2 separate regions of the Sus scrofa genome follow, and region 2 is linked to region 1. A link is a contact called in public promoter capture Hi-C data. All regions are on one chromosome and are shown on one strand. The core of a region is the stretch at or near the end of the contact, and the rest is flanking DNA. Distances in the headings are between cores, read along the strand shown.

Region 1 (6,434 bases), core at 1,623-4,122:
TAAGTTCAAGATTACCTTTAACTATGCTTTGTTTTCTTGCTTCGGTGGTAGGTTTCTTTCTGGTGTTTTTCTGCCACCCAGTTTAAGGAGTTAACACTAACTTGATGTCAGAGTGTTTTACTACAAATGCTGTCTATACCTTTTTGAGATATAAGCCTCTATATGAAGATGAAAAGCCTTAAGAGCTGGTTAATATAAGTATGAAAATTCATTAAAAATTTATTCTGGGAGTTCCTGTCGTGGCGCAGTGGTTAACGAATCTGACTAGGAACCATGAGGCTGCGGGTTCGATCCCTGGCCTTGCTCAGTGGGTTAACCATCCGGTGTTGCAGTGAGCTGTGGTGTAGGTTGCAGACAAGGCTCGGATCCCGCGTTGCTGTGGCTCTGGTGTAGGCTGGCAGCTATAGCTCCAATTAGACCCCTAGCCTGGGAACCTCCACATGCCACGGGAGCGGCCCAAGAAATGGCAAAAAGACAAAAAAAAATTTATTCTGAAACACTTATATCGAACGACTTCACAATAAAATTGCTTAGGGATGTAAAAATTATTTTTCTGCTTAGCAGTAAGTCCTCGTATTCTTAAACTGCATCATTCTTTAAGACTATAATAATAGCAATAACAATAATAACAATAATAATAATAACAATAATTTTAAAACCCTATCAATTTTTGGCATTTGTGTCAGCGTAATTTCTTATCTCATGTGTGCAGTGGTTTAAAATAAGTCTCCCTCTAGTAGCTTATATTCTTAAAACTTAATGTGGAATTTTAAAATTCTTCAGTAGCTATTTGATGTTAGGTTGAGGAAATCCATTAGCATGCTCATGATATACTAATTGATTCTAGAAAGATTAATGGATTAAATGAGGGAGATCAACCTGTAAAGAAAAAGGGAGAAGAAAACATAAGTAGCTCCCTTCTGTGGAATAAGAGAATCTAAGCAATAGCATCAATTAAAAACTCAAACAATAAAAATTTAAAATATCTTCATGTTTAAAATCAAACTGATGTAAGAAAAATTGACAAAGTACTTGAAAATGTGACATGGTTAACATCTCTAATATAAACAAAAATTGCACAAAAAATAGCACTAAGACAGGTCTAGAAAAGTGGATATGATTAGGTAATTTACAAAAGAAATATAATAACTAGTAAGATTTGGAAAACCTACCCAGACTAAGGACATAATTAAAAATTATATTATCAGACACGCAAAGATTCATGTGCAAAAATGTCTATCGATAATAAGATAGCTAGTAAGTGTGATAACCTCCAAACCTCCAAATACCAAGCAAGTTCTAGAAATGATGTATTATATATGAATATTTTTTAATATAAGAAAATGGTTATAAATAGAGGATACATTATACATACTTTGATCAACCTTGAAAATGAATAAAATTAGAGAAATACACCGAAACATTAATAGTGGTTATTTCTAGTGGTATTGTGCATGATTTTCATGCCCATATGCTTAAAATATTTTTCTTCAATAAGCATTAGTTTATTAAAAAATTAGAAAACAGGAATATGCTAAAGAAGTCACAATACAACAAAACTAATATAACCTCTCTCCAAGCATAACATATCCCCTTTCCTGTGGAAAAATAGTATATCTGACTTCTACTACCTCCTTAAACATTTTTGTATGTCTACATTGCAAATATATTGATTCTTTAAATGCAACAATCTATAATGAGTACAGAAAATATAAATTTATAAAATCTCTTAGAGGCTGAAAGTTAATAATTTTTCTTTAAACATACAACAAACTAATGCATTTAATCACCTCACTTCTTAATATTATATTTTCTTTTGCATCAAATCTAAATTCAGTAGTAGATAACTGGGGAACTTGTTTAAATAAATATATTAAACTTCGAGTCACATTAGGGGTAATGACGTTTATCATTTTACTTGGTCTTAAGATTTGCACCTGTGTTATACACCGATACTGATATTTTTAGCATCGAGGGCCTCAAAAAGATGATGCTTACTTCGTATTAGGTATTCTACTAAGCACTGATTTTCTGATAAATTGCTGACTACTGTTACAAGGGAGCAACTAAAGAATAACACTAAAGGAGCAAATAAATTGCTATTCCTATCAAGAATGGGTGTAATACTTTCCTGAGAACTAGTAACACTTCTCTCAGTAGAGGTGGTGAGGAGGGTCATTTTGTAGGGTTTAGAGTGTAAGGAAGGACACTTTGGTGGTTAGGTATTTCGTATCAGAACTTGATGATAATCACGAAGATCAAGAAAGTGAAAATAATACACAATAACAGCTAACATTTTGGCGTTTACTGTTTTCTAGTCTCTGTGCTAAGCGCTTTACCTGTGTATTTCAATCAACTTAATCCTTTAACGCTCCCCATTAAAACAGATTATGGCACAACATTTTAAATCAACTACAGTTTAATTTTTAAAAAATTAATGAAAAAGAGAGATTATGCCAATGGGCCAATTCTAGGAAATGAGTAACAATTTTTTTTATCATATCCGTTCTTTTATCTTGAGTTATGAATACCTGTGCTAACAAAGGTCTTCGGATTTGATAGATTAGCTCTGGAACTAGCCTCTGAGAACATCTTAAAACAATGATCACACAAAAAACCTAAGTGACGAAGACTTCCATTCTTTCACTGAGCACATCAGCAGAGGGCTGTGAGCGACGTTTAGCGTGAGGCGTGACTTTCTGACAACCCAAGACTCCGCCCACGGGCTCAAGCTCGCCGCAGGGAGTAGGTAGGCACCGCCGCTTCCTTTGGAGGCAGCAATAACTTTTCGTTTGCCTCTCGCGGGACCTAGATCTTTTGGCGAGATTTCGATGACTCGGGCAAAGCAGTATCTCGCGAGAAGTTAAACCGGAAAAGTGAGGGATGAAAGAGAATTCCGGAGAAGTTCGGAAGACACGCTGTGTTTTAGGTGCCGCGCAGGCTTTACAGGCTGGGCGGTATTGACTTCTTATTTGACCTTTCCTGACGGGGTGATGTTGACCCGGGTGAGGACTGGGACCCAGCCGAGTGCCTTTGACTCAACGAGACACTTCGCCGGCAGACGACGTGGCGAGGGAGGGAGCTGGGTTTGGGGCGGGGGGGAACCTTGTGACCTCTGAGTTTCTCTAGCTGTAATGTAAAGCCTTAGAATAGTTCTGAGTGTTTGGACGCGTGCCCGCGGGCCTTTTCGTTTTCTCCCAAGACTCACCTCCACTTCAAATAACATGTTCGCAGTCCAGCCTGCAAAACTTAATATCCACCTCCTTCAGCTTTGAGCAGAATGCATGCTCTTGGAGGGCTGAGACAGCCTTTGTCATTGCTCTTTCCTGGGAGCTTAGGAGGATGTCTGCTATATTATCCATCGATAAACTTTTCTTGGATTAGAAAATGAAATAGAATTGCAAAGAAGTTTCCACAGGAGACTAGAATGAATATTCTCAATAAAATTTGTTTTAGAATAATTTTACATTTACAAAAAATTGCAAAGATAATGCAGGCCTCCCATATACTTTTCACCCAATTTCCCCAAATGTTAGCAGTTGGAGTGGCTTATTTAAATTAAATTTGTTCTTTTGATATTTCTGTGTTAACATTCTGATTTAATTTTTGCTTTACATTTGCACAGTAATTATTGGGAGAAACCTTTTTTTCCTAAGTAGAGTATCATAATTCAGTTTTTAAACAGGTTTTATTGAAATGTAATTGATTAGAGTATCACAATACTATTTTGTTACATGTGAGCTACAGCTCCTGTTGTAAGAACTGGTAGTTATCAGGAAAAAAGTGTTATCTTAAGTAAAAAGACTGTGCTAATATTGAAGTTCAGTAAATTTGTGTTATCAGAGTGTGTCAGCAACCTTTTCTTATCATCATAGCTGAAAGCAAAATCAGAGAGGAAGCTTGCAAAACAGATTTGCAAAGTTGTTTTGGATCATTTTGAAAAGCAATATTCCAGAGAACTTGGAGATGCCTGGAATACAGTAAGGTTAGTACTATTCATCTCTTGACTCTTTATGTTAGAACAAGAAATAAACCCTGCTTGGGGAGGGATACTGTGAAGATAAAAGATGAAGGATCTAAACCTGGCTGCCACTTCCTGCTGAGAGGTCAGAAGGGAAGAAGGATGAAGAAATAGATTGAATCATAGGATGATAGAAAGGGGAGAAGAGAAGCCTTGAAGTGATAGTAAGCAAAGATTTGTTAGGACCTTGTCTTGAGTAATTGCTTTGATCTTTGAAACAGGGCTCCCCACCAGTTTGACAAAGTTAATTATATTGTAACAGAAAAATCTTAAAACTTTTGAGGATATACGACTAGTTTCTGAAATTCAGAAGGTAATGAAACACATCTTTAAAGCCAACACTGCCTATCTTAGCTAAACTCAGTTTATTTGGTAATCATGTTTCTTCCTTGTCTTTAGCTGGCTATGTTTTGAACATAATGCTTGTGCATACACACACACACACATGCACACACACAAATTATTTAAATGTATTATAGGAAGCAGAAAAAAAAATTTAATTCATAGATGTGAGGGAAGTGCAATTTGTATGTTTAGTGAGTTTTGTGTTTGGCCAGTATTTTACTCTGTGGGTTCTTTACACTGAGTGACTGCTACAGTATACTATACCCATTGAACTACAGAGAGCAAAACAGTCCCCCATGCTCGGTTTTCTGATAGTCTGGTGTTCATGGGAGAGGAGATTCATGGTTAAAACTATATGAACTGTTAATTCCATAAATATCCTGATAAAAATAGGCATACATAGTCTTATCTAACAAAGCCTGATGGTCCCAGCAATGACCTGAAGAGAAGCTGTGTCTCGGTGACTTAATAAGGCATGAAGTAGTTCTGAGATAATCCTAGACAAATTAAGCTGTTTTAGAAACTTAAAAATACTGCAATATGAAATTGTAGTTTATAGTTGTAGTTTTGTTGCAAAACTAGGTTTCTTGTCTCACAGAGAAGAAAGAGTAACAAATTGTGATGTGTAATTAATTCATGAGGTTTTCAGTATGTAAAGGTACTCAAACACATTAGGCAAATAATCAAGCACCTTCTGCATGCTTATTACATGCCAGTCAATACTGACTTTGTGTGATTCTCGGAACAAACCCGTGAGCCTTGTTTCCCACTTTTCATTTGAGGAAACTACACAGAGTTTAAGTAACTTGCCCAAGTTCACTCAGCTAGTAAGCGGCAGAGCTGGGATTTGTGCCCAGGCTCTCTGGTTCATGAACTCCCGCTGCTCACCCCTATTCTATGTGCCTCTCATACCTGGGATGTAATTAGGCATATACGGATGATTAAAAAAAAAAAAGTTTGCAAGAAGTGTATTGTCCTCAGACTTTATACCTATGAGTTATTTTTCCATTTAATGTGCTCAGACAGATTTATAAATTATTATTTGACCCTAACTGAAATGAGCAGTGAACCTCAAATCCATTTGATTAGGTGTGCCTTCTGCTTCATCTACCTTTTTGTTGGGTTTTCATGGTAATTTAAGTTTTGCATAAACATGTGCTAAATTTGCCATAGGCAAAATAAAGGCTTTCTCTACTTAGAAATCTGAGCAGGTAGGATGGCATGGGGAAATAAGAACAGAAACATTTTTGGTTTTTAACTATTTATTTGCAAGACATAACATGCTAGCAGAGTCTGTGTACTTCCAGGGGAAGGCAAGTGCATTTTTGTGCTATCTAGAAAGCTAATAATTTACTCAAAATTTTTAGTTTCCTCTAGTGGAAAGATTTGGTGTTTAATTTTGTTTGTAAAAACCCTTCTTGCTGTCATCCTCTGAGCAGCCCTTTGAAGTTCTTTATCCTGGTACAATTTTTACCCTACATGTTGCGTATATGTTCTGCCTCAGGTGAGCCCATTCAGAGCAAGACTCCAAACTTCCCTCAATATGCTGTCATGTCAAGTGGTGCCATTCTTCCTAAGTTTCAGTCCCATATTTCTAAGTGTATTCTGGTAACTTTATTTAGTTATTTACCAGGCCAACTTAAAAGCATGTTATTATTTTTCCTTCCCAAACCTATGTTGCCATTTGCTGCTTGCATATTCCGTCTCAGATGACAGCATCACCATCAATCCAGTTCCCTTTTTCCACCTTCAAACTTTCACTGCTGTTGTAGTAGAGTGAACCTTATTCAAAATAGCTCTGATATTTGCCCTCAGCTCCTTGGAGGTGATCCCTGAACCCTGAGAATGCCCTACCTAAGAGTCTTTGTTTACCTGGGGGCTTAGGTAATAGCAAGGTCTAACAATGTGATTTTTGTCGGTGGCTCTGGGCCCCTGTATTAGCCAGGCCTCCTGCCTCCAACTTCCTGAGGGACTGGAGACTAAAGATCAGCTGGGTGGATAGTCATTTATGTTTGTGTGACTGAGCCACAACAAAAACCAGAGCCATGACTCCCTGTTTTGCAGTACT
Region 2 (6,265 bases), core at 1,324-3,823, 92 kb before region 1:
CCATATGCTGCAAGTGCAGTCCTTAAAACTAAAAAGTAAAAAAAAAAAAAAAAAAAAAAAAAAGTCATGAAACCAAAACTTTAGATGAAATTTTCTGATTTTTAAATCACCATGAGAACCAACACACAAGTCTGTGGGTACATATGGACTTCAGGCTGTGGCTTTGTGTTACTTGGTCTAGTATCTATTCAATACTCATAAAATAGCAGTCATGTATTATGGCAAGGATGCAGGCTACATGTAGACTCAACTACACAACTTTCCCTCACAGAGACCACTGCACACTTGCTACTAAGAAAAAAAGCAAAACACCAAATTTATTAACAGAACTTCCATTCATTCAACTGTTGGAGGTTGGACAGACTACAAAATCCAACCAGTTACCTGGTGAATGGCTGACTACTTAGGGCACTTTTTTCATGAAAGAGCAGCGATTTGTACTTATAGGTTAGAGATATTTAATAAGGAAATAAATCAATGGGGTGATTATCATGGTTTTCATTGGTCTCTGTATTATGATACCTGGAAAGAGCTAGCCTTATGAAATTCCGAACTAATTATTCAGGGCTCAGGTATGGCCTTTTGAGACACACTATCTTTGAAAATGTGATTTTTTTGAAAAAGTGCTACATGCTCTGAATTATCTTATATGGTGCTCTTTTTCCTAAAACCAAAATGCATAGGTCAGGAATGAAGGCAGAAAAGGAAGAAGTACTTGTTATGATTTTATAGTGACTGACTTTTTAATTCAATTAAACTACAATATCTTTAAAAATAAAGGCCTTATAGGGCCAACTATTCTTTTTTTTTTTTGGCCACGCCTATGGCATGTGGAAGGTCTTGGGCCAGGGATTAAAACTGGTGCCAGATCTTTAACTGGTTGCACCAGAGAACTCTAGCCACAACTTTTCTTTATATGATGTATTTGTAGAATTAATTTAGCCACTGTATCAGTGTTTGTTTACCAGTATACATGACAAGTATATTTCTCCATCTACATGGTTTGATTATCTGTGTATAATATACATACACACATTTTTAACTCTGCCTAGGTTCAGTGAAAATGTAACAATATCTACAAAAAGAAAGGGTTTAGCAAACTCCTGTGATGACAAGCAGTAAGTGTGGCAAGCCATTTTTGCCTTTTTCTCCTCTCCAAAACACTGGTTATCAGACAAATACTTAATTGTCCTAATGAACTACATAGATAATGAGTTAGTGTATGTGCTTAATGATATAGGTTTGAATGTTGAAGTTCTGCTATTGTAGGTCTTTACTAATAAAGATCAACATATAGGCTTAATGACAGAGGTTTGAATGTTGAACTTCTGCTATTGTAGGTCTTTATTAAAAGATCAACAAATGTTTTAGCCTTTAAATTAGAATTTTAAAATACTTCATTCATCCTGATCTGTAACTAGTAAAAACCAGTGGGATATTAGTAAATACCTATTTAATTGCCCTGAAATTATCATCTTTGAAAAGCTTACATCGGAGCTTTAAGCAACTTAAAAGTTATGGTTTAATTCGGAGTTTATCTCTCCCATGCCATTTCCTGAGAATAAAACATAACACAAGTTAGCATTTTTGAACACTGAACAGGCTTAAACTTTAGAGAACAAACTGACAACTAAGATGTGCTAAATGCCTTAATATCCCTATGTATTTTTTAGAGACCTGTCTTGAATCCAGGCATGGGAACATAAAGAATAGGAAACACAAAGATAAAGTTCAAAGAACTCATGCAAAGACCTCAGCAGTAGCACTCGGTGTCAAAAATCCCCAGTACAAAATGATCTAAGAACTACAATATTTAACAATCCTTTTGATTTCAAGGTTAAAATATGACATCTCCCTACTGCTCTGCAAACCCGCAGTCATCTCAAAACAATTAGTTTGTCAATGCTGAGATAAGCAAACCAAGCTCAAAGTTCAGAAATTGCAATAGGGAGGTAGGTTGCAGCAGGGGGTGCTGGTTGAGGACAGGAGCTTGTGCAAAGGGAAGACAGAGTGCGTTAGCTTTTCCTCCCGCGTTTTATACTATAACGCGCCCATCTTTCTCCTCTGAGAACTTCAGCTGTTTGTGGCAAATGAGTAGGCGTCCTAATTCTTTCATTGATATTTAGTGTCACTCTAGTTCTAGAATCTGTCCTGTAGGCAACCCCTGATTCCCAGAGCAGGGTAAATATCAACTCTGTCCCACCATTACACTGCCCACTAGATCCACGGCTGATGGAAGCAGCCGAGTGATTGCTGGACTTACTGGCAACTTTCTAGGAGGCTGAAGCCCTGGAAAAGAAAATCCTCCCTACAGGGCTCGTTCAGTTGGCACAACTGAGGAAAGAAGAAAAGACCCTATTGATTACTCACAGTTCGCCTCCAAGACGGGAAGCGCTAGGGCGAGGCACGCCAGCAGCGCCCCGCAGCGCCCACCCAGGACCCTCATGGCGAAGCGGGCGGAGGCGCGGGCGGCAACAGTGGCGGGTCTCTGTGGGGACCCTTGCGGTCGGCGCGCCCGGTAGCTGCGACCCGGGCGCCGCTCTCTGAAGACTGCGGCGCAGCGGCGCCTGCGAGCTTACGAGCCCGCGGAGCTGCCGAGCCGAGGGCGGAGGGGACCGCCCGCTCCCAGCTCCCAGCTCCCAGCTCCCAGCTCCCAGCCCCCAGCCCGACGTGGGAAGTGATAACAAGGACTTTTCCAGGAAGCTTTTCTTTTCAGAGCTGGGGGCAGGGCTCAGGGAGAGTGCTGGAGGCCTAGTAAACACTGTCCAGACAGACGTCCTTCCTCGCTCGCCCTTTCCCAGACTCCAGCGTTTGTGGTTTGACAAGGGGAAGGAGAAGCAAACGCAGTAAAAACAAAACAAAACAAAAAAAACCTCCAGTGAGCTGGAGTGGAAGGCTGAGCGGCCAAGAAAACTTTGAGGACTCAAGAGTTAGGAGTACCCCCGGCTTAGAAGGAAAAATCAGGAGAGACTGAGGTTGGTCATGAGGATGTTAACCTAAACCTAGAGAACTCTAGGAACGCTACAGAACACAGAAGTAATAGAAGCAAATATGATAGTTTTGATCACCCACATTTTTGTTTTGTTCTTGTATTTATAGTGTTAAAAAAAAAACTATAGCAAAAACATGTTTTGGGGGAAAAGAGAATGTATCAAATTCTATAAACTTGCAACAGTTCGTGTTTTTGTTGTTTACGCATAACCTCTCCTTTCTGTTTAGACATGCACGTGTGAAATGTTACTTAATGTTGAAGTCCGCTGTTGGCGCGAAACTACCTGGATTCAAATGGCAATGCTCTGCCACTCACTAGTTGTATTATCTGTAAATAAATGGCGGTAATAGTAGGTTTTTTCACAATGTTAATGTAAGAATTTAAAGAGTTAACATGTGAAGCAATAAGTGTGTTAAGTAGTAGTACATACTTAAGGCACACTTACTATTATCACTTGCAGTATTTCTCTGCAAATGAACATATCAATTGATTTATTTTGTCTATGAGTCAAAGTCAATAGGCTGATCATCTTTCAAGGGTGTAATCCTGCTCTGGCTTTCTGTAGTTCTGTGATCCAGCTGGATGGAGGATGATATTAGAATCACTTTTCTGGTAAGAACATTTGCAAAGGAATTGCTGAATATATCCATATACTTCCCTCTTTTATTTTTTTTAAATTAATTTATTTACTTTGTCTTTTTGCCATTTCTAGGGCTGCTTCCTCGGCATATGGAGGTTTCTAGGCGAGGGGTCTAATCAGAGCTGTAGCCGCGGGCCTACGCCAGAGCCAGAGCAACGCTGGATCCCCAGCCATGTCTGCTGCTTACACCACAGCTCACAGCAACGTCGGATCCCTAACACACTGAGCAAGGCCAGGGATCGAACCCACAACCTCATGGTTCCTAATCGGATTCTTTAACCACTGAGCCAGAATGGGAACTCCTTCCCTCTTTTAAATTATCTTCCTTCTTGCTGTGTCTGAGTCTACCATGTCAGTCTATTCACCACTTTATTCCCAGCCCCAAGTGATTTAATTATAAATGTAATTCTAATCTCTGTAGATTTGTGTGGTATGCTAGCAATCAGAGCATAAAACAAAATGCCCTTTAAGTATCATATTTAATTACTGAATATTTAAATACATTTAAGCCACAAGACTTTCCTCATCTTGTGAGGAGGAAATAAGAGTAGATTATCAATCTTCAGATCTCAAGATTTCAGGAGGAGGGAAAACATCCAAAATCATGAACCAACAATGTTCATAACAAATCATCTCCAATACAGACATTGAAAAAATATAGAGAGCATGAAGAGGGAAATATTAAGAGAAATGCAAGGTACCTAAAAGAAAAATCTTACTCTTTCAATGACTCCAACTGAAAATAAATAAAATTTTAAGACCACAAGTATACAGTAGTTGTCAATGCAGAAAAATTGTGTGTCCTACATATATTATAATGTCAAACTATGAAAAATAATTTACACTAAAATATTTTAAAATAAAATGCAGAGAAATTGTGTGTCCTACATATATTGTAATGTCAAACTATGAAAAATAATTTACACTGAAATATTTTAAAATAGAATTTAATAATTATATTTGGATAAAATTTTCAGTTTTTTAATTATCACACAAGTTTGCTCTGTGAAGATGACTCTGCCTTCAGCTCAATATTGATTAACATTTGGTCAGTTTTACTTTGCCAAAATTTGGTCAGTTTTATTTTGCCAAAATTTCTTTTCATTATGCTTCTAAACATGAAATTAAATCTTATCCAGAGGTCCTGTCATGGCGGAGCAGAAATGAATCCGACTGGGAACCATGAGATTACGGGTTTGATCCCTGGCCTTGCTCAGTGGGTTAAGGATCCAGCGTTTCCGTGAGCTGTGGTCACAGAAGATGCTCGCATCCAATGTTGCGGTGGCTATGATGTAAGCCAACATCTGTAGCTCCAATTCCAATTAGACCCCTAGCCTGGGAACCTCCATACGCTGAGGGTGTTGCACTAAAAAGCTAAAACAAAACAAAACAAAACTTATCCAAAATTTAACCACTAATCTAATCTTTTTTCCTAGTCCTAATTCTAATCCCATTCCCTCAACAAGTTTTCCATTTCTCCATATCATCTTCTGCTAATATACTGTCTCATTTACTTATTATGTTTATTATCTGCATCACCATCACTCTCCACCAAGTCAGCCATAAGTTGACACTTGCTATCTGACTCTGTAAGGGTTAAGGTACTAGCCACTGCAGCCACTGACCTTGAACACATCTTGAAAGGGGTTAAGAATAGAGATCAGGAATGAGGCACTCTGTGCTCTGGCAAAACAGGCCTTCAGATAGTTAGATATTCAGGAGATTTTTTTTTTCTTCACCTGCATCCGAAGCATATAGAAGTTCTTGGGCCAGGGATCGAGTCAGAGCCACAATTGTGACCTATGCCACAGCAGCAGCAACTTATACCAACTTCAAAATCTGCTGTTATTTGCTAGAAATTGCACTTGAGCTTTATTTCTCTCATTTCATATTAGAAGCCCTGCAAAGTAGGTATTTTCATGCCCATTTTACAGATACAGTACTTGGGTTCAGAGCTGATAAGCTGTAAGAGATGTTTATGAATTTGAATTGGGGTTACATGAATGAGCAAAAGACATTTTTTTTTTTTCCTTTTTAGGGCCGCTCTTGCAGCATATGGAAGTTCCCAGGCTAAGGGTTGAATCTGAGCCGAAGCTGCTGGCCTACACCACAGCCACAGCTACGTGGGATCTGAGCCGTGTCTGCGATCTACACCACAGCTCACTGCAAGGCAGGATCCCCAACCCACTGAGAGAGGCCAGGGACTGAACCTGCATCCTCATGGATACTAGTCAGGTTAGTTTCCACTGAGCCACAACAGGAACTCCCAAAAAATAACTTTAAAACTAGGTCTATCTTAGTCCCAAATCATTATCTTCTCTTGAATACAATGGACATCCCATGGCCTTCTCTCCTTTTACCAGGATTTGTAAATATATATTTAAGTAGAGACTGAATGGACACACAGGTCCCTACATATAATGCATTCATTATTTTTCTGTAGAAATATACCTGTTATTTACTTATTTCCAAAGATATATAAAGGAAAAGCAGATATGACATATGTCTTTAAATAAAATAAAACATGTTACAAAGCAGCCAGTAGATCTTGATGCAGAAACCAAATAGCTAGCGATCTATATATCTAACAATCCCGGAAAGAACATACCTCAAAATGTTAACACTGGTTATTT

What was found. Promoter capture Hi-C pulls out the DNA fragments that hold promoters and counts their contacts.
Region 2: a contact with region 1 is called in a promoter capture Hi-C map of fetal liver, with 2.2 times the contacts expected there. The contact joins the promoter of PROS1 here to the promoter of NSUN3 in region 1. A contact is called at or near these places in 2 of 5 promoter capture datasets (fetal liver and liver), 2 of 47 Hi-C or Micro-C datasets (heart right ventricle and liver) and 2 of 2 datasets of contacts at active chromatin or transcription factors (alveolar macrophages and skeletal muscle).

What each region holds. Positions count from the first base shown.
Region 1 is chr13:165,819,620-165,826,053 of Sscrofa11.1, reverse strand. It overlaps NSUN3 (tRNA (cytosine(34)-C(5))-methyltransferase, mitochondrial), which reads left to right and starts at 2,872. Exons shown (of 6, transcript XM_003358877.5): 1 at 2,872-3,005; 2 at 3,876-3,985. The coding sequence starts at 2,994. LOC102166963 (a long non-coding RNA gene) reads right to left here and starts at 2,720. Exons shown (of 2, transcript XR_307201.3): 1 at 2,532-2,720.
Region 2 is chr13:165,911,606-165,917,870 of Sscrofa11.1, reverse strand. PROS1 (vitamin K-dependent protein S) reads right to left here and starts at 2,573. Exons shown (of 15, transcript XM_021070736.1): 1 at 2,371-2,573. The coding sequence starts at 2,446.